2 separate regions of the Arachis hypogaea genome follow, and region 2 is linked to region 1. The links are chromatin contacts, called in public Hi-C maps. All regions are on one chromosome and are shown on one strand. The core of a region is the stretch at or near the end of the contact, and the rest is flanking DNA. Distances in the headings are between cores, read along the strand shown.

Region 1 (4,926 bases), core at 2,286-4,785:
TATTTCAAATATATTCGCAAACCAAACATATCAAAATCGTATCATATATACTAAGTTGATAACTAAAGTATATAGTTAAATCTATAAGTCTTACATAACTAAATCATAATTACTATCTAAATCATAATTACTATCTAAACAGTTTGAGATTCAAAATAACTAACCCACATGAGGACCCTGCCTGTGACATATGGAGCATTGACAAAATCTAGATTTTTGTACAAAGATTTTATTACATAAACACATAGCCCTTGGAAAGAAGAAGGGCTCACCAAAATGAATAAGATATACTGTAGTGCGGGTGGAATGGAATTTGGAATGACACTTGTATCTGAAAAATATGGGAATATGATAGGGTGAGTTTTACAACTCAGTGAGCAAATATTATATCTATAACCCACACGAGACAATACAAGTTTTACCTTGAAGGTTATATTTCTTTTCAGAGATGAAAAATTCGTATTAATTAGTTATGCAAACAAATAGATAAATAATTAAGCGAATGAACTGAAATAAGAGTTCTTATTCTAGAAGTCAAATCAAGTCGAATGTTACATACTTGGGTGGCTCCACCCCTAAGGATAGCCCTTTCCTCTAGTGTCCGTACGGTATAACAGATCCAATGTGTGGTCTACACGCACGTTAGGCTAGCAACGCCCTTACTAGTTGAGGTCTGAGTCAAATACATCTAGGTTAACGTCATAATCATCGTTAACTACGTTTTTCTAATCAGAGTCTCCAAACCAATTCAAACCAAATCACATATAACAAATCTCTAATGCTTATAACATACTACTAACTTTCACAAAAATAGAATATATAAGAATGCATATTAAAAATTTAAAGTTTAACAAAGTTAAATAAGAAAGACATGTATACTTTATAAAATATATAAATATCGTCTCGTGTATATTTGTATAAAATTATGAATTTTTTAAAAATTGATATTCATTCCAATAATTCAAAAATCACCACAATCAAATATTTTTAAATGCTAAAAATAATTATTCGATTTAAATATTGATAATAGTACACTTAAAAATAATTATAAACATAATATCCACTCACAACTTGGTTCCATAAAACCGGAAGTAACTCTGAGCGCATCAATGAGCTACCAAATGATATCCAATAACTCTATAACTCTAAAAATATAACAATAATAATAATATTTGTGAGCTACTAATGTTGTCAATTAACATAATCTTACTCAATTTGACAAAAGTCCCAAATTTTCTAACCTAATAACCCTAATTTCGGATTTAAGTATATCCACAAGTATAGGGATGGTAAAAATTGAAACTATAGCTAATTATTGAGTCAAAAAATTACCTTAAAATTTGAATAATAACCGAAACTCAAAAATTGAATGCTTTTTTTACTCATTAAGATGAAATTTCATGACTTGGGGTTGTGAGAAAATAAAATTTTTCTTTAGGTATAAGTAATATATTAAAATAGAGATGAAATAGAAGAATAAAATAAAATCTAGCGTGTTGTGGTTGAGTAAAAATTTTGGAACAAAGAAGATAGAATGGAAGAGAAGATGAAGGAAAGGAAATGTTTGAGTTCTCTCTCTTTTTTTTTTTAAGGAATGAAAAAAAATGAGAGATAAAGAGGGTTTCAGGAAGGGCAGGAAGAGAAAAGAAAAGATTTAAGGTAGCGTTTGGTGGAGAGATAGAGACGGAAAGATTGAGACTAAGAGACAAAGACTAAGAGACAGAGATTGAAATAAATCTCAGTATTCTGTTTGGTGTAAAATGGGAGACAGGAATTGAAACAAGAATGAAACTCTAATTTAATTTGCACAAAGGGTAAAATTAAAATTAATTAATTGAAATGAGAGTATTTTAAGTATAAAATGTTATTAAAGTTTCAGTCTCCATCTCTAAAAATTTTAGTCCCCTGTATCCTTACTTTTTGAAAGTACTAAAATACTGAAATTTTAGAGACAGAGACAAAAAATTTAGTACCAGTTTTTGAACCGACAAACACAATACTGAATCTCAATCTTTCAATCTCTATCTCAGTATCTCAAAACAAACGCTAATTAAGTGAGGGCATGAGCCCAGGTGCTTTTTTTTCCTTTTTTTTTTCTTCGATTATTACAATTGCGATAATATATGTAGTCTTTAACTAGTTGATTTTTACGACACATGCATGTCCTTGCATCACTATCAATAGACTAAAATCTAATAAAAAGAATAAATTATTCTCCAGAAAAAAAAAGTTTGAGAGATTTTGTAAAATATAAAAAACGTTTTTAAATATATATCTTATCTTCGATATAAAGGAGTTTCTTACTAATGTAGATAAGATACGTTAAGAAAAAAGATAATGTCTTATTTCGATAATTATTTTTTACTTATCTTGTCTATGTTAGGGACAAAATATATTTATAAGAAATTCGTTAATATTCAAAACGAAATATGAGTGTATAATCGTAAATTAATCCAGTAGTTCATGCGTGTAAATTTAATATTTATTTTATTTATCTAAAAAAAACCACGAACATAATGTTGATAGAGATTGACCAGCGCATTGCTTACTTGTAAGTTGTATCATTGTATCATTGTATGGGACGAGAGAATCCCGATATAAAGCTTCCAAGTTAAATATAGACAAAATCAGATGAGGCTAAGTTTTGTTCTTAAGTTCTTAGATTTGCCTAAAGATCCAATTGGACAAAATTACTGAAATTGGGTATTAAGGTCTTACTTGCTCATTCAACACGTGGCTTATCTAATCCAAAACATTTTAACTTTTCACTTTCCATAACAGTTATCTCATTTTATTTTATTTTATTTTATTTTATTTCTATTTTCGTACACGTTAGAGCTTCTTAAGGGTAAAATAAATTTACAAGTAAACTATCAAACTATTTTTTATTATTATTTTCTTTTAAAAGATTAATCTCCACTAAAAAAACTAATAAACAAGTGTAAAAAATGTTACTTTTACGGAGGTTACAATTAATACATACTTACTGAGTATATGTACAAAATTTTTAGTATGTATAAAAATTAAATTATAATTTATAATAAAATAAAAACATATATTTTATGATTTAATTATTTTATATCTAAATTTATATTTTAATTTATAATAATTTTTTAACTTTTAAATATAAAAATATTTTTAATAACTCTTAATAAGTACTTTTTATAGCATTCTTAAAAATTTACTCTTGAAAAATATATTAGCAACACCCATATTTTATAAAATATTTGATTTATACTTATATTAATTTATGACCATGTGGTTTTTAATTATTGAAAGTATATGATAACAAAAATATTATTTATATATTAAAATTAATCATTAAAATTAATTATTATTTATTTTTATGTAAATATATGTATAATTTATTTTATTTTTAATATATATTTATATTTTAATATGTATTTTAAGTTGATTTTAGTAATTGACGTAGCATGATTGATATGGTAATTATCACCAATTACAAATAAGTTGGTAGCGTTACGTGTAACTTTCTCAAAATTAAATCCTTTAGGTTTTAATGATTGGCCAAATGAAATTATAAATACCTTAAATTGCGTTTTCTGGATTGTTAATTAAACATCGTTCTTTGTTTTCTCTCAGCCCCCTTTGAAAAAATGGACATTGAACCCTCTTTGGTGGGTTCAGCTGAGAGATTCAAGCTAGATCATGAACTCGAATTGCACGAATTCGAGGACAAGTTTGTCATCAAATCCCTTCAATCGCCCAATCAAGGCTTCTGGATTAGCCGCCGCGATGGGAACATCAATTTCCTTGATGGTATTAATCTCTCTCTTTTTATCTTTGTTTCTTTTTTTTTTTTTCTGAACAATTTTTAATGTTTAGTTTCGCTGTTGCGTAATTGGTTGTGAAGAAAATGCAGGAAATATTCTGTGACGGTTGTTTTTTTTTTTTTTTTCTTGATTTATTTTGAATTAGAAACAAACGAGTTCATTTCATTGCAGAGCATAGTGTTGTTGGTTGTTATCATGTAAAGAAGGAAAATATCTTGTCTGATATTATTCAATGGAATATCCCAATTTTCACATTTATGAACATTTTAGTTATAGGCAGAAGTTACTTCTTCTTGAGTTCTGAGGTTTGGTTTCGTTCGCTTTTGATTGCTTATGTATTTCAGCTACGGTTATGCCAACTCTATAGGCATTTTTGAAGTTAACCATTTCATCTTAATTTCATTTCATTTTGATTGAATAAAATAAAATGAAATTGCAGATGAGACATGCTCTGGAAGTCCTTCAAGGACATCAACAATTTATGGTGTGGTGGGAACAATAAGACTTGTTGTAGGTAAGTACAATATGCTTTTATCTTTAGTTGCTTATATACTTTCTCTTGTCACGGTCACTTTTTTGTATATCTTTGGATTATCTAGATACGTTAATGCAAGGAAGTAACGGATAAAAGGGGATGGATAGGCTATATACTTGCAATTGAATTTATTTGTTACAGTTGTTCATTCATATATTTGCATGTGACCATGCTTGATTTGCTGCTATTAACATGTAATTTTGTCCTGATCCTCCTTGAGGATCTTTGTCCACCTTGAATGTTTTCGGTGAAAAAAAAAAATGGTATTCTTTATACATACAACTATACAACATAGTCAATCAGTCATGCATGTTTTGACCATTGATATCAATAACAATGATGAGATAATCATAATAATTGAGATGAACTAATTTTCATTTAATTCTATTTGTTTTTCTGAAGTAACCAAACTACCCTATCACCATTACTTGCTTAACTCAATGAGACTCAATAATGTGTGTCTTGGTGTAGGAACGTATGTTGTTGTAATAACCTCTTGCAAGGAAGTTGGAAGTTTCCTCGGCTATCCAGTATATCGCGTGATGTCTATGAGAGTACTTGCCTGTAATGACGCTTTAAAGTTTTCAACTGGGCAGG
Region 2 (4,549 bases), core at 1,838-4,337, 370 kb before region 1:
AATAATAAAAAAATACTTGAAAATAATAAAAATAAAAATGATCTTATTATAAATATATAATTTTAAATATTATATATATGAAACTTTAAATGTTAATTTTAATAAATAAAAAATATTTATTTTTTATATTTATATATTTTATATTTTTAATTATGTAAGTTTGATTAGTTTAGGTCTTACTAATATAAGTAAATATATAATGTAATAGGCATGTATTTAGAATTATATTATTTTATTTTATTTTCTTAAAAAAAATAAAAAAGGTTAATATTTTCATGTATTATATATAATATTTGAAATAAATTATATTTTCGAAATATTTTGATGAAAAATTATTTTATATAATAATATCTTTAACAAAATTAGTTAATATTAAAATGACTTTAACAAAATTGCAACTTTCTAAAATATCTTTAAAATAGGTGTGAAGTGTGAGCTGTTTTAGATTTTCTTTTAATATTCAAATTTTTTATTTTAAAATATCTTTAACAAAATTGCAACTTTCTAAGAAGCTATTTTGGAGTTTATAGAGAAGTTAAAAAAAATGACTTCTCTCATAATACTTCTACTTTTCATTACATTTTTTTAAAATAAGCACTTTTAGAGTTAAAAATCCAAACACAAAATAACTTATTTATAAGTTACTTTTAACAGAGTCATTTATTGTTTAAGTTATTTTATCAAAAGGAACTTGATTAAGTTAGTTACCCAAACTGGGCCTAAATCGCATTGACTTTTTACTTCTTACAGATTAACAGATAAATTTACTAACAATATAAAAGGTGTTAAATCACACATATCTCCAATGTGATTTACTAATAATAAAAACATGACATTTACATCAATAATCTTCTGATAGAGAAAATACATTATTACCTATTTTTTTGTTTAAATAAGCAAAAAAGTCTAAATATTTTCATATAAAAATTAATTTATATTTTGTAACAACTAAATTGCAATTTTTACTCCTAACAATTTCTTAATCTTTTTGAAAAATAAAAAAATTAAATAAATAAACAAAACAAATTATTCCACAATATTATTACAGAATAAATACTGATTTATGGATTATGGACTCCTGTCAAATACCATGAAAAATATATAAAAGTATTAGAGGCTATCAATTAACTATTATTAGTGTTTTTAATGGTGTGAAATTTCATCTAGTGATATAAGATTACTCAATTTTCTTTTACTGATTAAGTACTGACTAAATTTTAATAAAAATGATGACCTAGACTTTTTCAAAAATATATTCGAGATGGGTGAAATATACTAAAATCATTGACAAGATGTTGTGTCCTTTCATTAAGTGCCCTCTCTCCAATCAATTAGTAGTAGTGAAATGCATGCAAATGCAATCCATATTATATTATATTCCATTTATATAAAATCAAGTAGTACCAACAAAATAAGCCACGTATAAATTTATTCATTTTAGGAAGATTTCTAATCATGAAGATCATCGTTTAACGAATTGAGGTGTGAAGTGTGAGCTGTTTTAGATTTTCTTTTAATATTCAAATTTTTGATTTTTCATGTTCAAATAGAGTGTATTCTACATTATTTAGGATGTATTTTGATCATTATCTAAGAATAGTAAGGATAGGAACACGGAAAGACAGAAGACTTTGGTTGTTCAACACAAGAGACACAAATTTTATTCGCTTCCACCTTGCGAACAATACAAATTGAAAGAGAAAAAGAAGTGCACTGATTAATAAAATTGTCTTCCTAGTTCCTAACGTATCTTTGTTTTTTAATATATATTAAAACAATCACCATATATTTATATATAAATACATTAATTTATCGTTAACGTATATTTTTATATTTTAACATGTATTCTATACTTACACACGTAAAAACATTTAAAGGATCTCCATTACTTGGCTTAGCTAAGCTTCAAATTCGAATGCAACACCTTGTACACAAAAATTTATTACTAAATTAAAGCCTCAACTGCCATGTTATTTCTTTAAAATATAAATCTTAAAATGTCTTTTTTCATCTTAACCAAATATAATACAAAGATAATTTTTATATACATGTTTCTATTTTTCTACTATTCTAAGACAGGAAGCAAATGCAGTCTTAATTATTAATAGAAGTTACACTTCATTTAGTAGTGACAAAAAGAAATTTAAAAACGAGAAAAAAAAAAAGGTAATCTAATCGCTTCTTGTAAAAAGAATATATGGAGAGCATGAAAAGTTTTGCTTCCAGCAGCTAGAAAAGTAGCAATGCAGCAATGAACCAACCCTAGCTAATATAATAGTGAAGGCTCAAACGCAAGAGTATAACAATTTCATTGGTGAAAGGCTACCTAGGATATATCATAGCTTTAGAAAAAATTGCAATTGGGAAATCGACATTACAACATGATTATGCACACAGTGGTTACAATATGAAAATTTGAAGATCACATCTTACAACTACAAATTGACCTCCCATGAAACGACCTTAAAATTGACAATTAACAATGTGTGTAATCACAAATATCACTAAACAATCCTTAATCAACAAAACAAAATCTTATTGGGTGTTGGCCCTAAACAATGAAAGCTGAAAACGAAAATTAAGCCAATCAAAGAGTAATCATTAACTTAACCAAAAAAAGAGTAATCATTAACCAATACATATCTCCTACCAATTTTTCACTTCGACATCAAAAGTTCAAAACCATAATTGGGTATTAATGAAAAGAAAGAAAAAAGTTAAATAGTGCAAATGTAATAGAAATAGCATAGCATTTTCGTGAAAATGTCATTACGTTGTTGCTTGAAAAATACATTTGACCTAATGGCCATTTAGTCAATTTTCCTATTTTAGGTAGCTATAGTTCCGTCTATTTGGATTTGCTTCATATTTCAAAGTCTTTTTTTTTTTTTTACTTATTTCAATGTCTTTTATAGTGTAGAAATCTTTCAACTCTGTCCTTTCTATAAATGAAAACACAAAAAACAAAAATACACAATCTTTTTGACTGGGCTGAAACGATGTTTGGTTTTTGTCAGAGAAGGCAGAATGTTTAGGTCTCTCTTCTTTCTTGGTTGTCCAGTGGGCCTTGACTAAACCCATGTGGAGTCTAAAATGCAGATTGAGTTCTTGTTATAATCAAGACAAAAAGACAGGGTTCATGTTATACCTATATGCATGAGAATTCAATTTAAATTTTGTTTCTGATGTTTGTTAAAAATTTGAAAAATATATTTAATATTTAATTTTGTTCCTAAATTTTGATTAGTTTAAAATTTATCTTTGACAATTAATATTGTGTAAATCAATGACAGAAGTTAGTGACTTGGCAAATGAAAGGTCTAATGTGGCAAGTAAGTATTGATTGTGCTAAGATATTTTTTTTCAATTATTTTTTTTTATCTTTTTTTGTTAAAAATAAAATAGTGCAATGCTAGAGACTAGCAACTTTTGTGATTGGTAGCCATCAAATAGTCATCAATGATAATTTAATAGTGTGAGATTGGTGTGAGATTTCATCTAATGACTCACCTTTCTTTGCTGTTACATTCTGGCCAAAATTAAATAAAATTGCTACTCCCTAGACTTTTCTAATATAGATAGATAGATAGATAGATAGATAGATAGAGCATATTCTAAATCCTTAATGTCTAATTTGCTTCTTGTGAATTTAAGGCCATTGATGCTCCAGAAGACTTAGTTTGGTTTGTTAGAGGTAGCTAAATTTGTAACTTAACAGAAGACCTAAGATTTGATATGAACAGTACATGAAAATCATAAAGTCTTTAATATGCTCTTTGAAAGTTTCATTTATCTCTACCAATACAATTTGCTTAATCCGAAATGCCTTTTTTCTTGAAATATGTACATTCTATTTGCTAAGTATCCTACTTTGATGGCCTAACTTTAACTTAAGATTCTCTTCCATCTTCTTTTTGAAAACCTTAGCAAGCCACTAAAACTTCATCAGTTGAATCTCAAATACAAAATTATAAGAGTGATGATTGTTAACACTTTTTAACTACCAACTATCTTCGTTTTTCCATCTTCACTGCATATGTCCACCACCTAGGAACCCACCCTCTCACTTATAATGCCTTATATCCTTCAACAAGAAACTTCCTCTGGACCCTTTTACACCCTTCTTTATCATCTTCGCTAGCTATCTCTTCTAGCTCATTATTATTAACCTATTCATCATCACTTAAACAATAACTTAATCTCTCCCCAACAGTCTTCTTATTGACCATTGCAGTCATAGTTTTCTTGGTCTACTTTATTTCGTGGTGCATTTTTCAAAGAGTAATCTCAACATCAAACAATGCATCATCTCCATAAAAATTAATAAATTATCTTCACTGTTACTAAAGTAGAGATCTGAATCTACTTCATAATCTCAATCATCATCTACATCTTCATTATTCTTCTCATGATTACTTTTATCCAACACTTATCCATCACTAACATTTATGGACCCTCATTTCAACAGTTAGTTGAACACCTACCTGGGCCTCCACTTTAACAACTTGGGCCTTCAGAACATCATTTGACCTAAGATCAGCTTCTACAT

The links. A called contact is a pair of places that touch in the nucleus more often than the background predicts.
Region 2: a Hi-C map of leaf shows a contact between it and region 1, with 7 times the contacts expected there. The contact joins the enhancer-like site here to the promoter of LOC112743664 in region 1. A contact is called at or near these places in 2 of 8 Hi-C or Micro-C datasets (leaf and an unstated tissue).

What each region holds. Positions count from the first base shown.
Region 1 is chr14:109,011,850-109,016,775 of arahy.Tifrunner.gnm2.J5K5, reverse strand. It overlaps LOC112743664 (phosphoinositide phosphatase SAC8), which reads left to right and starts at 3,535. Exons shown (of 20, transcript XM_025792963.2): 1 at 3,535-3,780; 2 at 4,234-4,308; 3 at 4,801-4,926. The coding sequence starts at 3,618.
Region 2 is chr14:109,378,854-109,383,402 of arahy.Tifrunner.gnm2.J5K5, reverse strand. No RefSeq gene overlaps it. Among protein-coding and RNA genes, the nearest start is that of LOC112745086, 17 kb to the right of the region's middle. Within about 2 kb of position 3,087, at least 2 of the 3 cell types and tissues checked have open chromatin away from gene starts, as enhancers often do.